Regions from separate parts of the Oryctolagus cuniculus genome. Here region 2 is linked to region 1. Evidence: chromatin contacts called from public Micro-C data. All regions are on one chromosome and are shown on one strand. Each heading gives the region's core, a stretch centred on a gene start, on an enhancer-like site or on the middle of the called end of the contact. The rest is flanking DNA. Distances are from core to core; before and after follow the strand shown. Region 1 overlaps SNX9 (sorting nexin 9). Region 2 has its middle 51 kb from the start of SNX9.

Region 1 (6,645 bases), core at 2,606-5,105:
ACAGAGAGAGAGGAGAGACAGAGGTATTTTCCATCTGCTGGTACACTCCCCGGATGACTGCAACAGCTGGTGCTGGACCTGGGCCAGGCCAGACTCCTTCCAGGTCTCCCACATAGGTGGTAGGGGCCCAAGCACTTGAGCCATCTTCTGCTGATTTTCTAGGTGCATTAGCAGGAAGCTGGATTGGAAGTGAAACAACTGGGACTCAAACTGGTGCGCAAATGGGTGCTTTAACCTGCTGCACCACAATGTAGGCCTTTCCATTTATATTTCTCTATGAATTGTTTGTCTTTCTGCCCATTTTTCTGTTAAGTTCCTGGTCTTTTTCTTGAGTTCTAGAAGCTCTTTAAAAAAAAAAAAAAAAGATTTATTTATTTATTCTAAAGTCAGAGTTACACAGAAGGAGGAGAGACAGAGAGAGAAGGAAAGGGGGGGGAGTCTTCCATCCAATGGTTCACTCCCCTATTAGCCGCAGTGGCCGGAGCTGCGCCAATCTGAAGCCATGAGCTTCTTCTGGGTCTCCCACGTGGGTACGGGGGCCCAAAGACTTGGGCCATCTTCTGCTGCTTTCCCAGGCCGTAGCAGAGAGATGGATGGGAAGTGGAGCAGCCGGGTCTCAAACTGACGCCCAGATGGGATGCTGGTGCTTCAGGCCAGGGCGTTAACCCACTATGCCACAGCGCTGGCCTAGAAGCTCTTTTTTAAGAATGATTAACCCTTTGCGAGATAAATTGCAAATATTCTTCCTTTATAACTTAATATTTTATGTTAAGGCTAGTATTTTTATGTAATATATAATGACGTTGAATCTCAGCAGGAAATGCTAAGGGATAATTGGATGATGATTTCAAAATTTAGACAACTCTTTAAAAATGTATTTATTTGCAAGTTAGAGCTACAGAGACAGATCTGCCATCTGCTGGTTCACGCCCCTGATGCCCGCAACTGCTGGGGCTGGGACAGGAGGAAACCCGGAACCTGGAGCTCACCCAGGTCTCTCACGTGGTTGGCCGGAGCCCAAGCACTTGGGCCATCTTCTATTGCTTTCCCAGGCACGTTAGCAAGGAACTGGATTGGAAGCAGAGCAGCTAGGACACAAACCAGTACCCTTATGGGATGCCTGCATCACAGGCAGCAGCTTTATCTGCTGTGCCATAATACCGACCCCAAAATTCAAAAAAGTCTTGGGTTGGAGCAGTTGGTTGAATCTAAAGATGAAAATTCACAGCAATAACAAGGCTAGAGTTTAGCATAGGCTCTGACATCACAGATTGATGCAAACTGAAAAGCATGGAACCTTAACCTAGATTTCTTCTGATGATCTTGACCGGTAAAGACAACATTGGAGAAAACGTTAAATAGTGAGATTTTAAAAGTCATTTGAAGTGCTCAGTTAAGCAGCATGCCATTTGAAGAGAAAGACTAGGTATACTGAAGTAATCATGTACATGACAAAAGTTTAGTTATCAAGGGTGTTAATAAGGGATCTTTGTTTCCTGCCTTTTTTTTTTTTTTTTTTTTTTTTTTGACAGGCAGAGTGGACAGTGAGAGAGACAGAGAAAGGTCTTCCTTTTGCCGTTGGTTCACCCTCCAGTGGCCGCCGCAGCCGGCGCGCTGCAGCCGGCGCACCGCGCTGATCCGAAGCCAGGAGCCAGGTGCTTCTCCTGGTCTCCCATGGGGTGCAGGGCCCAAGCACCTGGGCCATCATCCACTGCACTCTCGGGCCACAGCAGAGAGCTGGCATGGAACAGGGGCAACCGGGACAGAATCCGGCACCCCGACCAGGACTAGAACCCGGTGTGCCGGCGCCACAAGGCGGAGGATTAGCCTAGTGAGCTGTGGCGCTGGCCTGTTTCCTGCATTTTTTAAAAGATTATTGTCTTTTTGACATTTTTTTTTTAATTTTAAGAGAGCAACATCACTAAAGATTTACTGCTTTTTCTTTTTTTTTTTTTTTTTTTTTTTTTTTAATTTTTGACAGGCAGAGTGGACAGTGAGAGAGAGACAGAGAGAGAAAGGTCTTCCTTTTGCCGTTGGTTCACCCTCCAATGGCCGCCGCTGCAGCCGGCGCACCGCGCTGATCCGATGGCAGGAGCCAGGAGCCAGGTGCTTTTTCCTGGTCTCCCATGGGGTGCAGGGCCCAAGCACCTGGGCCATCCTCCACTGCACTCCCTGGCCATAGCAGAGAGCTGGCCTGGAAGAGGGGCAACCGGGACAGAATCCGGCGCCCCGACCGGGACTAGAACCCGGTGTGCCGGCGCCGCAAGGTGGAGGATTAGCCTATTGAGCCACGGCGCCGGCCTGATTTACTGCTTTTTCTAAGACTTGATTGTGATTTATATGGAACCAAAGATCCAGATGGGCTTGATTTGTGTATGGATTCTTATAGAGCCAGTGCTTTGCTTTGTTTCAGATGTTTCCTTGATAAATTCTTTGAGGTTGTTAGTTTGCATTAACCTGTGTGTGTGCTCACTGCAGCCAGGCAGGAGCAGTTTCCTTGAGGAAGGGATGGGTGGCAGACAAAATAACAGATGTGTAAGAGAATGTGTGCCTGCACACTCCCGTCTCTTCTCCAGAAAGAAGATGTGGGTCAGGGATGAGGGGTTCTGCACCCTGCAGACAGATGCATGGCTGCTCAGTGTTCCGAGTCCGAGCACTTAATTTGAGAACTTGAGTCCACTAATACTGATTTTACTAGCAGCTAGATTAGTGGTTGATTGAACAGCTAAGTGAGATTGATTTCCACTAGCTATTTACCTTATCTATAGCAGTTTTTGAAGATGTTAATTGTAGTTCACAGTATGTACTGGATATATAGTAGAATTATCTGTTTTTGTTTTTGTTTTTTTTTTTTTTTTTGACAGGTAGAGTTATAGACAGAGAGAGAGACAGAAAGGTCTTCCTTCCGTTGGTTCACCCCCCAAATGGCTGCTACGGCCAGCACTGCGCTGATCCGAAGCCAGGAGCCAGGTGCTTCTTCCTGGTTTCCCATGCAGGTGCAGGGGCCGAAGCACTTGGGCCATCCTCCACTGCTTTCCCAGGCCACAGCAGAGAGCTGGACTGGAAGAGGAGCAACCGGGACTAGAACCCGGCACCCATATGGGATGCCGGTGCCACTGGCGGAGGATCAGCCAAGTGAGCCACGGCGCCAGCCCCAGGAACGGTTTCTTAAAAAGTACAGCTAACATTGAAGAAATCAGTATTAGAAAAATGGGCCTTTTCTTTCAAAGGCTTTGTGAAAAAAGAGTCATTGGCAGTTGGGGTTTAGGGCAGCATCTTTATCTGTGTGGATACTGACAGTGATGGGCAGGAGGGAGGCGTGGGGAGTGATTAGGGAAGACAGGAGACAGGGCAGCCGGATAGGCAGAGAGAAGCAGGTGTGGGAGAGCGCCTGAGGCTCAGTGCCAGGGCTTCCAGCCTCACCCCAGCTTCCTTTCGCTGAGTTCGGTGCTCAGGTTTTGTTTGTTTGTTTTAATTGGAACGTGTACCCATTTGGAGGTGTGCTTACTAAATCCTTTTGTCACCTCAAATTGTTCTGATTTCTGAGAAGCATCTGTAGTTCTTTGGAAGGTCCCAGTACAGTGTTTTACGTGAACCTACGGTGTTTGTAAACACTTTTCTCGGACTCAGTCCACTTTGTGCTGCTGTAGTGGAATAGCTGACTGGTGGTTTACGAGAAATTGGGAATTTACTCTCTCACAAACCTGGAGGCAGGGAATTCAAGACCCAGACTCCAGCAGGCCAGGGCCTGGTCTCTCTCCTTCCTGTCTGGTGCCCTGAATGCCAAGTCCTGCATGGTGAAGGGGCGGGAGAAAGTGCACACCCACTCCCAGGACCCTTTCTAAGTCAGCATTTGTCCTCATGACCTCAGCACCTCCCTGGAGGCTTATTGCTGTTGCTCTGGGGGTCAGGTTTCAGCATGACTTTTGGAGGGGATATAAGCATTCAAACCATAGCAGCAAGTCTGTGTTCAGTAACATTTAAATGTGCACAGGGGTTTGCTTTTCTTTATTTTTTGCTTGCTTCACCAAGCGGTAAGCTTAGTAAGCAAGGAGCTTAGGTTTTCTGTGTGTGGGGGAACTAATTGGATTTATCTGGATTTAAAAAAAAAAGCAAGATTCGTAAGGAACAATAACAAAACAGCAGATCCCTGGGGGTGGGGCACAGCTGGCTGCTCTCCCTGGGAAGTCCCTGGGCCTTCATCTGTCAGCGCTTCTTGCCTGACGGATTGACACGTGTGCTTTAAAAATGACTTCATGACCGGCAGGACGGGCCGAGTCCTGTCTGCTTTGCCACTGGTTTCCTTGTCCTGTGAGAAGGCCCCAGGAGAACATGTCCGTGCTGCTGGTGTTTGCTCCTTCAGCCGCACTTCAGGTCTCTTCCCGCCTCTCAGGGGACACACACCCGCCTGACGGGTCTGGCTCCACCCCTTGTTTCCAACATTTTACTGGGAAAACGTTTCAAGCATGTGGAAAAATGGAAAGAATGTCGGTTGACCACCACACACCACCGTCTGTGTTGTGTGGCAGGCGTTTCACAGTACCTGCCTCGTGTGTTTTTCCGTCAGTCCATCTCAGTATATTTGTTGTTTTCCCTGTCATTTACCACTAGATGTGATTCCTTAACCCTTGGCAGAAGGACTTGGCATCATTAAGCAAATATGGAGGAAGAGGGCCTTGTAAGTGGCTGCTGTGTGGTGCGCGTTTGGTGACAGTTTGTTTAGGGAGTGCAGTTCCATTGATGTTTGACCAGTCCTGTAGGTAGACTAGAAATTGCCTATTAGGAAGCAATAACTTTTTTTAAAAGAAGATTTATTTATTTATTTGAAAGGCAGAGTTACAGAGAGGCAGAGGCAGAGAGAGAGAGAGAGAGAGAGAGAGAGAGGTCTTCCATCCACTGATTCACTCCCCACTTGGCTGCAATGGCGGAGCTGTGCCAGCCCAAAGCCAGGAGCCAGGAGCTTCCTCTCTGTCTCCCATGCGGGTGCAGGGGCCCAAAGACTTGGGCCATCTTCTTTTCCAGGCCGTAGCAGAGAGCTGGCACCCATATGGGATGCTAGCGCTGCAGGCCAGGGCTTTAACCCGCTGCACCACAGCACTGGCCCCAAAACAATGACTTTTAAAACATACCCTGTTTCTTAGGCACAGCTGGCCCCCATTTATAAGGTGGATTTTTTGGAAATGAAAAAAATCACTTAGAATTTCAAATGGATTAAAGCTACAATTTAATATAAAGGTTTATATACAATATTATATATTTTACCACAGTGACTGTTTTCATTTTTTGTCACTTTAACAAAGTACCCGAATAAGCCTAACTTTATAAGGAAAGAGGCTTATTGGGCTCCCATTTCTGCAGTCTAAGGCCGGGCAGGTCCCGCTGGCTCACCTCTGGTGAGATGACGTTGGAACGTGTGCAGAGAAGGATCGCATGGCGAGCTGGAGAGGGAGGAGGGGCAGCCCAGACCCTGGCTTTGATTTCAGCTGCCTCAGAGCCAGCCTCAGTGCTCCACGTACTCCCCCCAGGCCCCACCTCCTGATGGTCCCTCCATCACCCAGCAACACTGTCCTGCAGACCAAGCCTGAATGCATGCGCCTGTGGGGACCCCCATGCTGATGCCCAAGCCATGGCCATGACCCTCTGTAGCAATGGGTGCATGCAGTGTTCCAGGCAGCCTGGGTGGCTGGACTACTCCTCGGCTGGAAGGACAGCTCCAGGCAACCTCCTTTCGTCTGTTTTATGTGAAAGTAAGATCTCATTTGAGGGAGAGGTTGAGACCCAGAGCTGTTTAGGTAAGCTGAGTGACACACACAGCACAGTGGAAGCCAAGTGATAGTGAAGCAGCAGACATGGGTCTTGGTTCCCAAATCTTAACTTTCTGAGTTAAAATGGCTGGGGATGCTGCATTGGCAAAATTCATCCATGTGGCTGGCTCTAGATAAGGAATTGTGAGACTTACATGACAACGAATTCTTCTAAACACATGTGACTCTAACATGCGTGTGTGCGTGTGTACACACATGGATACCTATGCAGATGCCCAGAACAGGGCTGCCCAGAGTGAACGTCTCTGCTGTTTCCCTCCTGAATGGAGGGGCATGCTGTTTTTCTCAATGAAATGGGAATGTTTGGAGTTGACATTTTGTGCTGATCTGTGAACATGGTGGGGGCGTGGAGGTGGCAGCAGAAGCCTTCCATGCGGAGCGGCGCCGTCGTCCCACTGGTGCTGAGGGTCCCCACAGCCGAGCGGCTCAGGTGTTTTGGTCGTCCCTCTTCCTGTCTTCCAGAACAGCCACAGCCCCCACCGTGCTCATGCCAGCACGCCGTGCTCATGGCAGCATGCTTACAAAGTTGACAGTACGTGTGGTTTGGGTGTTTTACGGTTCAGTTTACATCTGTCACTTCCTCTTTCCTCTCCACTCCCATAGGCTCGGGTTATGTATGATTTTGCTGCTGAACCTGGAAATAACGAACTGACAGTCAGTGAAGGAGAGATCATCACCATCACAAACCCGGTAAGCGATCTACCCCTCTCTCCTGCACTGATTTTAAAGATTGGGTGACTCATAGAATCTTTTTCTGTTGCCTATGAGGTATTTGTAGTGAAGTCAGAAGCTATTTTGTAAATATTGAGAAACGTTCCCT
Region 2 (6,645 bases), core at 2,859-5,358, 90 kb before region 1:
ACCATCAGCAGCCAAAAACTTCACATCTGCTAACGTTCTGTGCTGCTCTCTTACAAAGAGACTGGAATATTTATCCACCGGGGAGCTGTGGGAGCAGGCCGGCTGCTGGCCAGGAAAGCCAGTCGCCGCAAACTCCTTTGCTCCAAATCCTTATATAAACCTTGAGCGTAGTTGGTCAGGAATGTATCCACTACATTCACTCTATAAGAAATATTTTAAAAACAGCTCGTTGCGATCAAGACAGTAGCTGTAGCACATATATATTTCTCCAGAAAATTTTGATAATAGAAATAAGTGTCTTGTCACTAATTCCGTGGCTTTGGCCTGGATGTTACTATAAAGTTTACTTGTTTTGCGTTTTTTTTTTTTTCTCTTTTTAAGATTTATTTATTTGAGAGCTAGAATTACAGACAGAGAGGGAGAGACTGAAAGAGAGGTCTTCCACCGCTGGTTCACTCCCCAGAGGGCCGCAACGGCCAGAGCTGAGCCAATCCGAAGCCAGGAGCTTCTTCTGGGTCTCCCTCGTGGATGCAGGGGCCCAAGGACTTGGGCCATTTTCTGCTGCTTTCCCAGGCCACAGCAGAGAGCTGGATCAGAAGTGGAGCAGCTGGGACACAAAATGGCACCCACCTGGGATGCAGATGCCACAGGCAGAGGCTTAAACCCACTATGCCACAGTGCCAGCCCCTTTGAGTTCTTTTTAAGATTTTTTAAAAAAAATTTCTTTGAAAGGCAGAGAGCCAGACAGAGATCTCCTATTTTCTGGTTCACTCCACAAATGCCAGCAACACCTGGCACTGGGCCAGCCCAAAGCCAGGAGCTAGGACATCATTCTGGTCTCCCACGCGAGTAATACTTGAGCCATCACCTGCTGCCCACCCCCCATTGTACATTAGCAGGAAACTGGGTCTGAATCAGGTCAGAACTCTAAGCCAGGTCCTCCAATATCGAATGTGGACCTCCATGTGGTAGCTTAACCGCTGCACCACACGTCACATCTGTGTTGAAGTCCATCACCTGGACACAGCACCAACATCCCTGGTGTCACCTGTCCAGTTCACCAGGATCCCAGTTCACCAGGCTTAGGCTTGTCTGGCATCTGTCACCTGCCTCCTGTCTTCAGCAGTGCGGACCAGGTAGCCCACCTTATCTAGTTTAGCCACGCACAGGCCCTTTCCCTGTAAAAAGACATCTTTCCCTGGCCAGACTAAGACAGCGTGAACTCAGGCGCTGCCCAGCACCACGCTCCAGCCTCCAGCCTTGCACTGAGGACCTCAGAGTTGGTCTCCAGAAACAGAGGACAACGCCCTGCTGGCTCCCCAGGCCCAGCGCTGCCTTCAGAGCCCTGGCTGTGGGATCAGCGCCGCTCCTGCCTGACACTCCCAGGACTCGCATTTACGGCGTCTGCTTAACCCTGGGAGACTCTGCCCATCCTAGGTGGGACAGTCGGTGTCTTGGGGTCACTTTGGGCTCCAGGCTGAGCCCTGGCTCAGAGCTCTGCATCTAGGGGCTCAGGTGAGAGACGTCCGGCCCTGCTCGTTCTAAGGCTGTGAACTTAGCAAGTCCTTGGGCCTACGCGAATCTTTGTTTCCTGGACTGTAAAATGAGAGAAACTCACGTCAAGAGGATAATGTGATAAGCTGCCTTAGCTTGAACTACTGGGGAGAGCCTTGGGTGTGCAGCTCCGCTCACGACCTTCAGAGCCTGTGAGTCTTCACTGGATGGTTTGGAAAGTTAGAGATAACACCAGCCAATGCGCCTGGGGTGTGACAAGCACTAAACAAAGGCATTGGTTCAGGCCGGCACCGCGGCTCACTAGGCTAATCCTCCACCTTGCGGCGCCGGCACCCCTGGTTCTAGTCCCAGTCGGGGCGCCGGATTCTGTCCCGGTCGCCCCTTTTCCAGGCCAGCTCTCTGCTATGGCCCGGGGGTGCAGTGGAGGATGGCCCAAGTGCTTGGGCCCTGCACCCCATGGGAGACCAGGAGAAGTACCTGGCTCCTGCCTTCGGATCAGCGAGGTGTGCCGGCCGCAGCGCACTGGCCGCGGTGGCCATTGGAGGGTGAACCAACAGCAAAGGAAGACCTTTCTCTCTGTCTCTCTCTCTCACTGTCCACTCTGCCTGTCAAAACAAAACAAAACAAAACACAAAGGCATTGGTTCTGTTATTATCACTCTGCTGCTGCTCCTCCTCTTCCTCGCAGAGGTGAAGGTTCTTTGTAGTCCACTAAGAACAATAACTCAGCTCTCCGGCCCCCAAAAGCCCCTGCCCAGGAGCCTGGCCTCAGGCCACTGAACCGGTCTGACTTTTCTCCTCTGAAAACCCCGGGGTGTACGGGCCCTGCTTCCTGCGGGAGCAGGACAGCAGAGGTGGTGCGGGGTGTGCGAAGTGGCACCAGACCCCAACTCCACGACAAGATCCAACAGCCACGTAGGCTGCTGCTGTGTCGCCCTGAGCCCGCGATGCGATCTATCCAATCAGCGTTTTCATTACCAGGTCAACATTTTGCATTTTGTGGGGGGAAAAAAAAGAGATAAATCAAATTTCCTTCCTTATTTGGGGGTTTTTAGGAACTGAAATTTGCATTCAACACAAGTTAAAGAGAACAGGTTGTCCACTTCAGATGTCTCAAAATCTCAGTTCATACCAGGACCCTGTTTTTGCTTCAATTGCAAATAACATTATAACAAAAGCTGAAGGGTTTCAATCTAGAAGACAAGAGATAGAAGTATGGTCTGTGTTCCCCACTCGGGCCAGAGCTCATCCTCAAAACGGCCCTGGACAGTGGTAATGCTATGAGGTCCTTGGGGGTTTAGGGGGAGGCTGTTGCCGTGACATCATACTGGGGGCCCTTAGGGGTCCATATCCCCTACCTTACAGGATGCCTGGTGGGGTGAGCAACTCAACCTGGTTTGTCCAGGACCATCTCTGGCTTCAGAAAGCCCAGGGCCAGCTCGGTGTCACAGCAGGTTAAGTGTCCGCCTGTGACACCGGCCTTTCACGTGAGTACCAGTTTGAGTCTCGGCTGCTCCACTTCTGATCCAACTCCCTGCTTATGGGCCTGGGAACGCAGCAGAGGATGGCCTGAGTGCTTGGGCCCCTGCACCCACGTGAGAGACCTGGATGGGGGTTCCAGGCACCTGGCAGCTGTGGCCATGTGGGGAATGAACCAGCACATGAATGCCCTCTCTCTCCCTCTCTCCCTCTCTCTCTGTCAGTCTACCTTTCAAATACATAAATAAATTACTCTTACAAAAGAAAAAAGACTGAAAGCCCAAGGGCCGGATCTCCTTAGTCCCAGGCAAACCGGGCCAGCGTGTGCGGCTCTGCCCAGCCTTCCCATTCATCCAAACCTTCAGCCTCTCTCCGAAGTCTCACCTCCGCCTGGTCTGCTCCACAGTTTCTGTTCTCCTTACTCTACAGCAGAAGGGGAGAGTGTTTGAGAACAGGTCACCCAGGAAGGTTGGGCAGCTCTGCTGAGCCCAGCCAAGGACCTGGAGTCGCAGGCCACAGACCTCTCTCTTCTGGAGCGCAGTGAACACCTTCCATGGAGATGAGCAGCGCTCAAAGCGAGCGTGGCAGCTCCCTTACTTTTGTGTGAACGTTGAAGATTAACTGGCACCGTTACTACCAGACTCGACTTCCTCTTCGTACCGTTCTGTGGCACGCGGAGCAGGGCGGGACAGATATTTCCCCTTTCCAGCCAGAGGAAATGCATTTGCAAAGAAAATGAGCCCCCACAGCAAATTCCTCTTGCCTGGTGCTTTTTTAAAAGCAAAATTTCCTGGGGAGGAGTTGTTTATGGTAATGACTGAAGCACTCCTACACGTACCTGTCACAAGGCAGACAAATTGGGCTGGGGTTTAGAGAACCAGGAGGTGACTTTTAGAAACACTCTGCCCGCCAACACAAGCAGTGGACGTCCTCAGGCAGCAGGACTGGCTCCAAGGGGTGGCCCTGTAATCCCCAAGGCCCCCAGCCGCCCAGAATGTTCTATGGACCTCCCAGGCAGGCGCAGCTCAGCACCCACCTTGGGGCTCACTGTGCTGAATTCCCAAGGGAGCCTTCAATCGATCCAGCTCCCTGTTGAGCAAAAGCCCAAGGCCCACACCTCTTCATGGGCAGGAAACACACAGAGCAGGTGTCGGTGTCATGAGTTGCACCAACAGCAAGAGAGAGCACTAGGTGAGTGGCAGCCGGCGCACTTACCTTGGCCTGGGAGGCATAGTAGCTTCATTGTGTATTATTTTAAAGGATGTATTTATTTATTTGAGTGATAGGAAGAGAGGGAGAGACACACACAGAAAGAGAAATATCTTCCATTCGCTTATTTGCTCCCCAAATAGCTGCACTGGTCAAGGCTGGGCCAGGCTGAAGCTAGGAGCCCAGAACACCATCCGGGCCTCCCCGGATTGTCGAGGGCTCAGGTACTGCTGCCTTCCCAGGCACATTAGTGGGGAGCTGGACTGGAAGCAGAGCAGCTGGAACTGGAACCTGACCTCATATGGGATGCTAGCATCAAAGGCGGTGGCCCAACCCACTCCAGCACAATGCCGGCCTTCCACCCAGGAGCAAGGAGAAGGCGCCCAAGAGCGAAATAGGAGCTCCGCTGTGAGCAGAGTGGGATGCAGAATGGAGGGAGCGAGGTGGGCGAGGGTGGCCAGCTGGGAGAGACACCCTGTGCAGGGAGGGAAACGAATGTGTTGGCGAGAGAGCAGGGTGACAGATTCCATAGAGCAGGTGAATGATCACACTTGGGAGTGAGTACCAGCGTCCACCCCCAAGCTGGGGTGCAGGAGGACACCCCCCTTCCGAGAGCAGCCAGTGTCACCCCAGGACAGGCCGGTGCTGTGGCCTGTGACTGCAGGCATGGCACAATTGGACCCAGCGCCGCTTGCTTTAATGCTCTTCTGTGTCCGTCTTGAAGTACTTAGTGATATTTGAACAGGAGGCCCTGAATTCTCGTTTGGCACCAGACCGGCAAATGGCGCAGCGGGGGCTGAGTGTTCTGCTCATGTCTGGGTAGAATCTGGCTGCACTCACGGGCTCTGGACCCCACGCAGAGGCGATGAGCCATGCGCTCATCGCCATCAGGTGGGACACCTGTGCAGAGAGGGCGCCAGGCACCCTGCTTCCGGCGGTCGGCATTTGTGAGTGTGGCAAGGGCCATCTGTGGATAGAGCCCAAGAACAGAACAGAACCATGACTCCCTGTGCACCAGCTCTGGAGGTGGGTAGGAGACGGCGGGCGTTGTAGCAACACAAGCTCTCCTAAGTTCCTTTTAGTCTAATACGGAATTCCATGAGCTCAAGCCAAGACCAAGTAGGTATGAGGTTTCGCAGAAGACTCCCCCGCCCGATTTTATAGCATTCAGAACGAAGATTTATGATTTTATTCAGCCAAGAATGTCATAGGATGCCCGAGTCCCACACAGCAAAATCTGCATTCAAAAGAAATCTCTTATTGTAAAGCCTCAGAAGGAAATTTGTGAGTAAACCTAGACTTATATTTCAGGGAGGAAAAAGCAGAAAGGCATTTCCCGAAACTTAAGGTTATTATTTTTGCTATGACATGAGGAAATAGATGATTAAGAATAATTGAGTGGTGGCTTTCAGCCTAGTGGTTAAAACACATGTCACTCATTGGAGCATCTGAGCTCAAGTTCCAAAAAAAGACTTAGTCATTTATTTGAAAGGCAGAGTTACAGAGAAAGAGGAAGACATGTAAAGAGAGAGACAAAGACAGAGAGAGAGAAAGAGAGATCTTCCTGCCATTGTTTCACTCCCCAGATGGCCACAACAGCCAGCCCTGGGCCAAGCGGGAGCCAGGAGCTTCATCTGGGTCTCTCACATGGATGGCAGGCCCCCCACCCCCACCCCAAACACCTGGGCCATCTTCTGCTGCTTTGTCCAGGCCATTGGCAGGGAGCTGGATCAGAAGCAGAGCAGCTGAGACACAAAATAGCACCCTTATGGGATGCCGATGTTGCAAGCCGTGGTTTTATCGGCTGGGCCATAATGCTGGCTCCCGAGTTCAGTTCTGAACTCCAGCTCTTGACTCCCATTGCCTGCTAATGCAGACCCTGGGAGGCAGCAATGTTGGCTCAAGTCACTGGGCCCCTGCCACTCACATGGGAGACGGGGGTGGACTTCCCAGCTGCAGGTTCCACCCCTAGCCCAGAGCTGCTGCAGGCTTGGGGGGAGGGAGCCAGCGCATAGGAGGAGCCCCTCTGTCTGTCTCTCAAATAAATAACTAAAATTAATAATAAAAAGGGACAGCAGGTATGGATCAGGGTTCTGAACTATGTTAGATGTTTCCTATTTATAAATATGCTATATATGAATATGTATTTCTATATTTAGATGTTTGTAGCAGTCAATTTCTATAAAATACTAACAATTCTTGGCAGAATAGGGGAAATTTGGCAAGTCTTTCCTTATATTTACAAAGCTGTATCTTCTGAAGTCCAATCATGTATGAAAAGGGAGAGTGGTGAGGTCATTTAACTTTAGGTTCAAACCTCAGCTGGGCTAATTGTCTCCGCCCTGGGCTAATTGTCTCTATATCCCTAATATATACTCATGCAGTCAGTTGTATTCTTCTTGTATGGACAGCTGCTACAGAGTGATTAAATGCACAATTGCCT

The links. A called contact is a pair of places that touch in the nucleus more often than the background predicts.
Region 2: a Micro-C map of ear pinna shows a contact between it and region 1, with 3 times the contacts expected there. The contact joins two enhancer-like sites. A contact is called at or near these places in 4 of 6 Hi-C or Micro-C datasets (ear pinna, psoas muscle, skin fibroblasts and 1 more).

The regions. Positions count from the first base shown.
Region 1 is chr5:9,821,856-9,828,500 of mOryCun1.1, reverse strand. SNX9 (sorting nexin 9) reads left to right here. Exons shown (of 18, transcript XM_070073337.1): 2 at 6,429-6,515. The coding sequence starts at 6,438. Among named protein-coding and RNA genes, the nearest start is that of SNX9, 38 kb to the left of the region's middle. Within about 2 kb of position 3,855, at least 1 of the 8 cell types and tissues checked has an H3K27ac peak or open chromatin away from gene starts, as enhancers often do. A contact at or near this core is called in ear pinna, where this site is marked.
Region 2 is chr5:9,911,739-9,918,383 of mOryCun1.1, reverse strand. No RefSeq gene overlaps it. Among named protein-coding and RNA genes, the nearest start is that of SNX9, 51 kb to the right of the region's middle. Within about 2 kb of position 4,108, at least 2 of the 8 cell types and tissues checked have an H3K27ac peak or open chromatin away from gene starts, as enhancers often do. A contact at or near this core is called in ear pinna, where this site is marked.